3 separate regions of the Rattus norvegicus genome follow, and regions 1 and 3 are each linked to region 2. The links are chromatin contacts, called in public Hi-C maps. All regions are on one chromosome and are shown on one strand. The core of a region is the stretch at or near the end of the contact, and the rest is flanking DNA. Distances in the headings are between cores, read along the strand shown.

The links. A called contact is a pair of places that touch in the nucleus more often than the background predicts.
Region 1: a Hi-C map of liver shows a contact between it and region 2, with 4 times the contacts expected there. The contact joins two enhancer-like sites. A contact is called at or near these places in 7 of 12 Hi-C or Micro-C datasets (the A7r5 cell line, the Rat2 cell line, Schwann cells and 4 more).
Region 3: a Hi-C map of liver shows a contact between it and region 2, with 5 times the contacts expected there. The contact joins two enhancer-like sites. A contact is called at or near these places in 2 of 12 Hi-C or Micro-C datasets (liver and psoas muscle).

Annotation. Positions count from the first base shown.
Region 1 is chr13:82,619,473-82,623,040 of GRCr8, reverse strand. It overlaps the pseudogene LOC134481462. Among named protein-coding and RNA genes, the nearest start is that of Lmx1a, 250 kb to the right of the region's middle. Within about 2 kb of position 1,415, at least 23 of the 93 cell types and tissues checked have an H3K27ac peak or open chromatin away from gene starts, as enhancers often do. A contact at or near this core is called in liver, where this site is marked.
Region 2 is chr13:82,910,312-82,913,858 of GRCr8, reverse strand. All of the region lies in intron 2 of Pbx1 (PBX homeobox 1), which reads left to right. Among named protein-coding and RNA genes, the nearest start is that of Pbx1, 210 kb to the left of the region's middle. Within about 2 kb of position 1,533, at least 2 of the 93 cell types and tissues checked have an H3K27ac peak or open chromatin away from gene starts, as enhancers often do. A contact at or near this core is called in liver, where this site is marked.
Region 3 is chr13:83,167,976-83,171,719 of GRCr8, reverse strand. No RefSeq gene overlaps it. Among named protein-coding and RNA genes, the nearest start is that of Pbx1, 49 kb to the right of the region's middle. Within about 2 kb of position 1,404, at least 10 of the 93 cell types and tissues checked have an H3K27ac peak or open chromatin away from gene starts, as enhancers often do. A contact at or near this core is called in liver, where this site is marked.

The sequences.
Region 1 (3,568 bases), core at 166-2,665, 290 kb after region 2:
ACTCAGGACCTTTGGAAGAGCAGCCAGTGCTCTTGACCGCTGAGCCATCTCTCCAGCCCCTTAATATTTTCCTGTTTCAGGGCTGTTTTGCATATGGCCTCCAAAGCAACACCCATGACTTGACCCACTCACTGCCAATAGTGCCCCACCCATTCCGTTATTAACAAATGTGTGGCAGCATTTCCCCAGACATTGTCAAATGCTCCTCAGAGATAAAGACATTGAAGCTACGACAAAGTGCAGAAAGGGTAAAAAGCTCATCAATTTCAAGCTGCTTTCAACAATGAGCTGGTTGGGTCAATCCTAGCCTAGAAAAAGGGATTAGACGATGGTGGTCTATGTCTGTGTAAGCTGCTGATACCCTCTGCCCTCCAGCTTCTGTGGGTGAGGGCTGTTTGTCTGCTTTCTTTACCTAAATCAGGCAAACCTTTGGAATGAGACAGGTACAGTTGTTGGGGAACAGCGAGAGCTGATGGTTTTAGACTATGAAATCAGCTTCCTTGAACAAAGGAGGCTTGAGCCATATATAATACACCGCTCCTGCATTTACCTGTAACTGCACTTCGCCAGCTTTGAGCGAGGTGTGCAGTGTGAAGCTTCTCAACAGACAAAATTTAAAAATAAGTTAGAAGCAAATCTGGGTGTTTGTACTGAAAATATTACAGCCTCCGCCAAAATGAGTAGTCCACGTGGTCTTGAATAGAGAACCCCAAGGCTCCCAAGAATTGTGTCTCTGCCCTGTGCCTCTCTGCCTCCCCAGTCTGGAGGAATCCAGGGTCTCGGACCATAGCTTCATCTTCCCACTTCGCCTCATGCTCTGACTCTCTGCTTTTTACGCAGCCTTCGTTTCTTCTGATAAACCTCAGAGACTACACTTCACACTCATTTCACACATCAACACGGGTAGAAACCTAGGCAAGGAGCTGCGTGAGACACAAAGAAAACAGATTTCAACTACTGTTGAAGACCGCTCCTTGCTGGGCCTCTGGAGGCTGAGGTCTTTACAGCATGTTAGGATCTGGAAGATGCCCTGGATAATTAAGTCAAATAAAATGAAATAAAATAAAATAAAACTTTTCCGGGCTGGGAGATGGTTCAGTTGCTAAAGTGCTTTCCATAAAGGCATAAAGACCAGAGTTCGATCCTCAGAACCTTACAAAGTTAGGCATGGCAAAGCAGAGGCATCAGACATGGAGGCCCTGGGGCTTGCTAGCTCGCCAGTGTAGGTGAATTGGCAAGCTTAGTGGGAGACCCTGCCTCAAAAACCGAGGTAGAAGCCAATAGAACAATGAAGGTGAAGACAAAAAGCTCCCAAGCACAAAGTCTTTCCCAGCCAAAAGAGCGGTGCAGAGAGACATCCACAGCCACACAAAAAAAGAGAAGGGCAGCCCAAGGCAGGGCCACTCTGGATGTGGTCCAAATGCCCTTGGCAAGAGTACATCCAGGAAAAACAAACACGACCTCTGTGCCATCATCCAGTTTCCCCTGACCACCAAGTCAGCCATGAGGAAGACAGAAACAATGACTCTGTTCATCGGAGAAGCCAAGGCCAAGAAGCCCCAGGGCAAACAAGCTGAGAAGAAATTCTGTGACGGAATGACCAAAATCAATCAGGCCGGGAGGAGAAGGCGGCACAGGTCCATCTGACTCCGGATTGTGAGCCTTTGGATGTTGCCAACAAATCTGGGCGCACTTAAATGGAATCCAGCCCCATTGAAATCCTGCTGATAATTCCTTCTTTAAAAAAAAAAATTAGTTTAATTATGTGTGCCAGTATGTCTACATTAGCGCAGGTGCTCACAGGGGCCAGAAGAGGGCACTGGATTCCCGGAGCTAGGGTCACGGGTGGTTGTTAACTAGCCACCCAGTGAGCTGCTGGGAACTGGACTTGGGTCCTCTGAAAGAGCAGGATACAATCTTAACCACTGAACTTTCTTTCCAGCCCCAACGATAGACTTGCAGTTAGAGGTGCTAGGAATTGAACCCAGGACTGAGCAACACTCCAAACAGCTATTAATTCTAAGTACACAATATTAACCATAAAAAAGAGTAACTGAGGAAGATACTGGACATTAACCCCTGGCCTCCACATACACACACAAACACACACAGAGACACACATACAGGCGCACACACACAGGCGCGCACACACACAGACACAAAGACACACAGACACACACACAGACACACACAGACACACACACAGACACAAAGACACACACAGACACAAACACACACACACACACACACACACACACGAACACATATATACATGACCAAACAATATACACATATACAAAACAGTTTTGCTCCGATAGACAAATACATATAAAAGTATCAGGGCAGTTTCTCTGGCGTGGCCCTTCCTCCATGTTACTATGAATGCTGCCTTTTACACTGGGTAGAAGACAGTGCTATTTGTCCCAGCGCTGGCAACACTGGTATGGGAAACTTCAACACAGTGTGGAGTACATGGTCTAATTCTGATTCTTCAAAATTCTTCTCAGATTTTTACCAAAGCTAAAGCAGTCGTTCCCCCCCACCCCACCCCCCATGCAACTGGCGGTGTTTGCAGGCTTGAAATTGAATCTCAGGGAAGACAGACACAGAGGCCGGCTCTGAGCGTGAATACAGGAGACGAGTGCCTTGCCAACACACAGGTAAAGAAGGAGAACAATACAATCCCTTGTGAGGATGCCGAGGAGATGCACACCTTTTACAGCAATTCGCATCACTTTTGATTTAACGTGGGAGAAATGGAATTCTCCGGTAGCCATCCCTGACGTATTTGCGTGAGATTCTTGCGCCATCCAGTGGATATCTTGTGGAATTGCAGCAATTGCTTGTGCCTTAAATTTTGTCTCTCAACCACCTTGTATTGTTTACATTCTGCTCTTTTGTCCTATTTGCATTAAACATGTTGTATCTATTCGTGTAATCATGAAATAATCAACAAAAGCGCTTATTACAAAAATACAAAGGCACTGATTTTTAAAACCAAATAAAATGTAAATTAATAAATTAGATAAAGCAAGGTGATCTGTACGTAAGTATGTGAATATTAATAGAATTATCTTCCGAATATTCCAGAAGATAAAGTTCCTTGACCCTAATGGCAGATACACTAGAAATAGGACAGGACTTGATGCACCAGATGGGCTGGTACCACTCAAAGATGCTGGCTGATGTTGGGCCATGCCCATAGATATATCATAATGGGAACGCAGGAAGTCAAAGTGCATTTAACCCTAACTGCCAAATGTCGCAGCTTAGCGAATGTTGCCAGTTGTTTTTTCCTCCCGATGCTACTGATGCTCTGGTTGACTGGGAGCTGCGGCTGGCTGACACTTTCCAACCTGGAGACAGGGTCATGACGCCTGTCACTAGCCCAGGAAAAGATCAAAACTTTGAAATGTGAAGGAAGCATGTTTTTGGCTGAATGCACATCACTTTCACGATGCTGTAAAGTTCCATCCTCCTACATCAAGGCATCATAAGTCAAGGATCATCCGTACTGCTCTGGTACTGGCTGCTGCTGCTGTAGGGCACTTCTTGCTGCTGCTGCTGC
Region 2 (3,547 bases), core at 284-2,783:
TGTTCTGTCTCCCTTGTATGGAGAATGGCATAGCCTGGTGACTTGTTATCAATAAAGGTTGGGGAGCCGGTGGCTTTTGAGATGGGGTTCTTGAGATCACTGTCTTGGCAGGACAGGTGTGTGCTGCTTTAGAAAATGGAAAGTTAATGCACATGCGCACAAACCCAGTGTCTTAGCTGAGGTGATGTGTGGAAGCCATAACGAATGGCTGCTCTTCATTCTGTAAGTAGAGCAGCCCACCTCCCTCCCAGTCCTCCGCACCTGACCCGTTCTGAAGGCAGCTTTGGCTCCAAGCCTTACTTTACTGTTGTGTGGGGAAGCATCGCTGTGTATCTGTAGGTATGTTTCCAGCTCTTGGTCTAAAATAGTTAGAACTTCCCCTCCGATTGCTACATCTCTTCTATTTGCCTCCAGCTTCAAGGTCAGTTGAGTTTAATTTCCACTGAGCATGGTATTATCACCTCTTCATCTTGGAGGGAGCAAGGCACTCCTAGCAGCTCATGTGCACACCCTCCTCTCCCCGCCCCTGCATTCCTGGTCAAAGTCAATGACTCTTTTAGACCACTTAGTACCCTAGCCAGGTACCATCTTCTTCCCAGGTTCACTCACCAAGACTTCTGGCTTCTCCAGCCTCCACTCATGGCTCTGGGGGAATCCAGGAGAGGCCCCCTAGTGGCCCAGCCCCTTTCTGTCCAGTGGAGAAGCTCTCCTGTCACTGGCTTTTGCTGTGAGCTGCCCCCCAAATCTGCCTCTCTCTAATTCCCTGTAACTCTCTAACCAACATGAAATCGCTCTGCTTTCTAGATTCCTATCCTCTTAACAGTTTGTATCAGCTTGGATTAATTAAGCTGCCAAGAGTAAACAAAACTCCGGAAAAATCCCAAAATATGGCTTAAACAAAATGCAGCTTTATTCGTCTCTCATTCTCCAGAGGCGAGAGAGCCCACGCTGATATCCAAGTTCACGCACGTCTACATCACTCGCATCTACCTCTTGGGTGTGACTTCCAGTGCCCCATCCATCTCATAGCATACCAAGACTGCTAGGGTGCCGTCTGCAGAAGAAAAGGAGAAAGCCACAAGAAGGGCGTTTTCCCTTTTCAAGAAGTTCCCAAAGAGTTGTACCCCTCCTTCCTTTTGCCTCTCATTGGTTGGGGCTCTGTCACGTGGCCTGTGAGCTGCACCCAAAGCTACAAAGTTGCCTTCTTCCAGGCAGCTGTGCACACTGGGGAAAAATCAAGTTGTCAAAAGTTGAAACAAGCAGATCATGCCTTACTCTCACCTCTGTGCCAGCCTTCAAGGTGGTCTCTTGCCCAGGTCCTATCATAACAGTCACCGAGCTGCATGCATATTAATGTGGTTGACACGCACATTTCAAAGGTTGCTCTGTTGCCCTCAGTGGGGGTTGAAGTGATAATGGTTGTCAGAGGCCCCAAGAAGTCTTTTCTTTTGGCTCTCTGCAAGCATAATGTGATCTTCCTTTCTCTCCTGACCTTTGGCTTCTGTCCTCTTATTCAGGGAGGTCACAGGTCTGACAGACAGGGAAAGACAAATAGAATTATACAGGCCAACGAAAAGTTGGCGGCAGCTAGAACACAGCACCTGTTTCTAGATCCTGACATAAACTCCTTGTCTGTCTGTCCTTGGTCTTCCCACCTCCTCTTGGCTGTTACCAGCAGAGGTTAGCATTTCCATCTTGCTGAAGGGGTGGGGTGGGGTGCTCCTTCAGCACCTGGGAAAATACCACAGCATGTATGTTACCTTCTACACCATTGGAAATTGATACACAGATTGTATGAGGACTAGGTTGTCCAAGAACTTGGCAAATGCCCCTCAGGGTCTGTGAACATCTCCAGGTCACCCACTCTATTGTAAAGGAAGCTGACCCCAGATTATTCAATGGGAAAAAAAAACTTGGAAAGATTTCTTTGAGAACATGATGGTTTTTATTTTAAACTTACTTCTGGGCTGGGTTAGAGATAACTTGTAGAGTCCTTGCTTAGCATGCAGTGGGCTCTAGGTACAACCCCTAGTCCCACAAAACAAACAAGTAAGCAACTTTGTGCTGATGGCACCGTTAAGAAAGTTAGACAGAAAAATATCTCTGCTACTATTTAGTTTGTGAATATGGCCAGGAAAGTTTCGTTGGCTCAGGGCTGATATTTGTTAGCCTAAGCATTGACATCCATAAGGTGAGAGCAAGCGCCCGCCCATGCCACACATCCTGCGGTAGCAGCTGGTTTAAATGTTTTAAATATGGAGTTTCTCTGTGAGCACTGAATCCTAACCAAATTTCAAACTGAAGCCTGCTTTCGTAAACCTCGGGATATGAATGGAGTCTTTGCTCTCTTCTAACTGGAATTTATCTATTTTTAATGGAATTCTGAAAGCAACCACTAAAGGAGAGACTTCTAGGCTCGCTTGTCTGACCGAGGTGAGGTTACTTCCGAGTCGAATGGTTCCCGAGGGTCTCTCTCGAAGCCTTTCAGAGTGGCAGAGATATCCAATGTGAGCCCTGAAAGGCTGGGAGGACACAGATGCTTCCTGGCTTGGGGAGAATGCAGTCCAGAGAGTTTATATAAAAAGCAGACCACACACAACTTAGGCACAGCAGGGAGGAGGAGATAGGTGGGTGGGTACCTGTGACATCTCCTGTGTTGAGTTTAGACCAATAGGTAAGTCTGAAGGCAACAGAGAAGCTATTTCAAAAGAAAAGCCAGTGTGGGACCCAAGAAACAACATCCAAGGTTGTCCTCTGGTCCTCCTCCTCCAATAAATAAAACACAAGAGTTTTAAAGCAGGGGGACCTTACAGTGCTTAGGAGATTAGTAGCATAGGAGCCCCAGCAACAGGGAAGGGGGAGAAAAAGCAGATGCTATATTGGCATACATTTTATGCACTGAAGAATGATTGGTTTGTGGGACATGATGCTGTTACTGACCAGGACTTGTTCGTCCTCACACGAGTCCTATGTGTATGTATTTGCCCATGCCCGTGTTTGTGGGTGCACTCACTGGCTTGTGCCAGTTCTTTCTTTGTTACACATTTGTAACATATAGGAACCAGACACCAGACTCTTAAGTCTGTCATTTCTGGTCCTTTACCAGTGCATCAGCCCCGAAAGGCAGTGTCTCACAAAGTGCAGGGGAGACTCCTACTTACGTTGTATGTAACCGAGGGTGATAATGAACTTCTGATCCTCCAGCCTTCGCCTCAGGAGTGATGTAGTAGTAATAGGTCTGAGCCTGTGTTAATCCCAGCACTCCCGAGGCAGAGGTGAGTTCAAGGTCCTCCTGGTCTACATAGTGAGTTCCAGGACAGCCAGGGTTATGTAGAGCCCCCTTCCCCCCAAAAAAACCCAACCAAATTAAAAAAAAACATCATTGTCACTGTCATCATCGTCATAAATAACAATAACCTCATTTTACTCATAGTCTGAATGGTGACAAATCAGTATCATCACTACTTATTTCATGACGAGGAAACTGAAACTAAAATGAGGCAAAGTCCCCCAGCAAGAGTCTGGAATGTGGGTTAGCATGGGATAT
Region 3 (3,744 bases), core at 155-2,654, 260 kb before region 2:
TATAAAGGAAAGAACCGCATAACAGTTGCTGTCCAGGAAGAAAATTTTTGTAACCGCTGTATGGAAAATCAGCCTTTCATGAAACCTCTGGGCTCCACAGCTGGGGGTTGCCCAGAGCCGTCCCTGAAAGTCATTTGATCTGCCTTAAAAGATTGAGCTGGTCACGCTTACAGTTGTGGCATTTACCGTGCTGAGGATTAAGCTGCCCCATTCTATCAGGGCCTAGAGGCGACATGTTTATTCTTTTGTTGACTCATTCTGAGGGTGGGTTTGTCTATGCAGGATGAGGGTCAGTTTTCTTTGGAGGTGAGCTAATGGACGGTGTGGCAGGAGAGCATGTAGGCAGAGGCCTCACATGACACTGAGGACTCAAAGCCGTGCTCACTCACAGGGAAAAAAAAGGCCAAGCCCCTGACCTACTAGGAAAGCTTCCAGGAAGGCTAATGGCATCTGATCCTTGCCCTTTCTCTGCCATTCCATCTCAGTTGCATTATCTTGGCAACCAGGCCTTGCGCAAAAGCAGTTCTCCATCCCAGTGCTACAGGAGATTCCAACCTTCAGAGGGACCAATCTGGGCTACATAAAAAAAAAAACAACAACTTCAGACCCTCGCTGGCCAGACGCATGTAGACATCACACAGAAGTCACCCCGTCAGCTGTTCCCTGTGGGTGGATAGGAACCCTTTGCTGGACCTTGGTTTTGTCTTAGCAGATTGAGAAACTGCCTATAAAGTCCTTGAGGGGAGGCCCGCTGTAAACACGACCATCTTCACTACTGCGTTATTACAGACAGTGCTACAGAGCCCCACACACAGCATCAGGCCGTTTGCTAGATTGGATGCCACTTTTGGTGACAGGTCAGGGAAAGACACTGGATTTGATGCAGACTGACAGGTCCGTAAATTTGGTTTCTAATTTTATGTATTTATTTCTTTTAAAGAAAAGAGGGAGAGAGGGAATTCTCGGAGCCATGAAATCATTAAAACCAATTCCCTTTCTCTCCCCCCAGCCCTCCCTCTCTGGAGAATGTGTGTGAAACAATCTTCGCAGCTCCTGAGCCCTCCGATGGTATCGATCCAGATGTGGAAATTGGTATTGACTGCTGCTGCTGCTCGGCGCACTTCCCCGGCTTTTAAAGACACAGCGTAGAGGTGATTTCACTCTGCACAGGACACAGCTCAGGAGACATTTGCTGATCCAAACTAAATAATACAAATTAAAAAATTGGGTTCTGCGTCTTGCACTCTCCATTAAGCCACATGGGAACCGGAAGAGCTCCGGAGCAGATGGCAAGGAAAAGGGCCCATGTGGGCGGGCACTTTCCGGGGCAAGGAGAGAATGTTTCCTTTGCACTTTGCACTCATTCCGATTGCTGGGCAAGGCCTAAGTTCAGAAAACCTGGACTTGGGATGGGGAGTGCCGGTTAGAGATGCTGTGTTAATTCTCTATTGCCACCCCTTAGCGATTACCCCAGACAGTGGTGTCAAGACAGACTTAGCTGTCGTGTTTGGATCCAGAAGTCTAGGATGAGGCTCACCAGATGAACATTCACAGCTCTCTGGGAGCAAAGGGGAGAATATGCTCCCTGCTCCTTCATATCCTTAGCAGAATTCAATTCCTCACCACTTGGGTCTGGTATCCCAGCCTCAGGAGTCAACTTAAAACTTCTTGGCTTACTGCAACACTCACTCCTTCTTTGAAGCCAGCATGTGGTATCGCTGCACTCCACTCTTTTACCTTAATTTACAGTTTTAAAGATTCCTGTGGTTAGGGGGGAGTAAGCAGAATAATCCAAAACTCATCCACCATCAGGGACCTTCGATTTAGCCAAGTCCTAAAAGTCACTTGGAAGGCGACATATTCAAAGGCTCAGGCAATTAGAATGTGGGCATGCTTATGGAAACAGTCCTCTGTTCTAACTCCACTCCAGTCCCAACAGAGTCTGGCGTCATTTAAAGATTAAAAAGTGAGCATTTGCTTTTGCATATGTATATGTGCATGCTCATATGTGTAAATGTTCATGTGTGTGTGCACGAGCGCACACATGCACCAGTGTGCACATGCCCACAAAGGACAGAAGATGGTGCATGCTCTATTCAGTCATGATCATCCTAGTGTTTGAAGGAGGGCCTCTCACTGAACCTGAGCTCAGTGCTTGTCTAGGCTGTTGGCCAGCAGTCATGGAACATCTCCTGTCCTTACCTCCCCCTGGGATTACAAGTGCATCCTCCTGAACTTAGATTTTATTCATGTGGGGACCGGAGATCAACCTCAGACCCTCATGCTTGCACAGCATACACGTCGCTGAATATGCCATCTCTTCACCACTGGATATTTGATTTTCAGCAATGGACAAGAACGTCATGCGTGTATGATTGCCTTCATGGTAGATAAACATTCACACCATGATTCAACTGTCTAGCCATGTATGATACCATACTGGGTATCTCCAGAGACAAACCATTTAGAAGAGTTATGAAATGCTAACACAGGGTTAACTCAGGTAGTCATTATAGTCTGCATGAAAGAGCTGAGATCTCAGAAAGGAGTCGTGCTGAATAGCTAATTGCCATCCCCACCCCTGTCCCCACCCCTGTCCCCACCCCCCTCTGGTTCTTCAAGGGAAGATACTTTCAGTGCTATTCTTAAGAGGAATATGCCTGTATTTGAACTAACTCAGCCATTGCCTAGCCTCACCATGGCAGCTAAGAAACCTGACAAAAGGTGTCAAGAATCCCCATTCTAGTCCTGTTAATACCTCACTGTTGCTTCCTACAGGATGTTGTGTGCCCTTGGCAGGTGTTTCTTGCACCCATTTCTACTGTTCCACTCCTGAAGCCCTCCGGTCTACATTCTTGAAGGATCAGCCTCAACTGGACCATCAGCCCAGCCCAGGGCACCTCGATTTCCCTGTTTCTTCTGCCTACAGAGAAGCTCATCTGCTTTCAGCCCATTGCAGGGTAAAGGGCCCCTTTGCTGAGAGGCTGTCAGCCTGAATGGCTAATTGAGACCTCCCTTGTGCTGAGCTGGTACAGACGGTCATGAATGAAGCACTGTTAGACAAGGAAGGAGGCGAGGCATCATGAATATTTAATCAGGTATAAGTAAATATTAATGAAACAATTGTATCTTCAAATGGTTAAAGGACTTTCCATGTTCCAGTTCAATTTTATTCCAGTGTGCCTACACACACACACACACACACACACACACACACACCACATGTATACACACACACACACACACACACACACAATATACATTTTTGCATCTGAGCTAGTAATTTCCAGTTTGGCCTTCTGAATATAAGAATCCCCATTATGCAAAACCTAAGCCTTCCTGAATTCATTCCTGAAGTTGAAAAAGCCGATTCTGCCCTGAAATGTAGACTTCACAACTTTCTGGAATTCCAATGACACGCCTGAGTCTTGTCTACTCTGATTTCATGGCACGAAGCCACGCATGCCATGGGGAGGCAGGGAACCTTCACTTGAGCTCATGTGTGGTAATTGCTTTATTCTGCATGAACTCGCTCTAATTCTCCCCAAAACAAGAAAGAGGCTTAATCTTGCAATATTAATGACTGAATCATTTACTCCTCTGCCTGGGATGTTTTCGGGAACATCTTCCTCTGGTTATACTCCCTACTCTGTTTCAAAACATCACTGAGTTTTCTGCCTTTATTTTTTAATACCATCTGTATATCCTCTCCTCTGAAAAGGAAATGCTAAGAGGAAAGCTTCC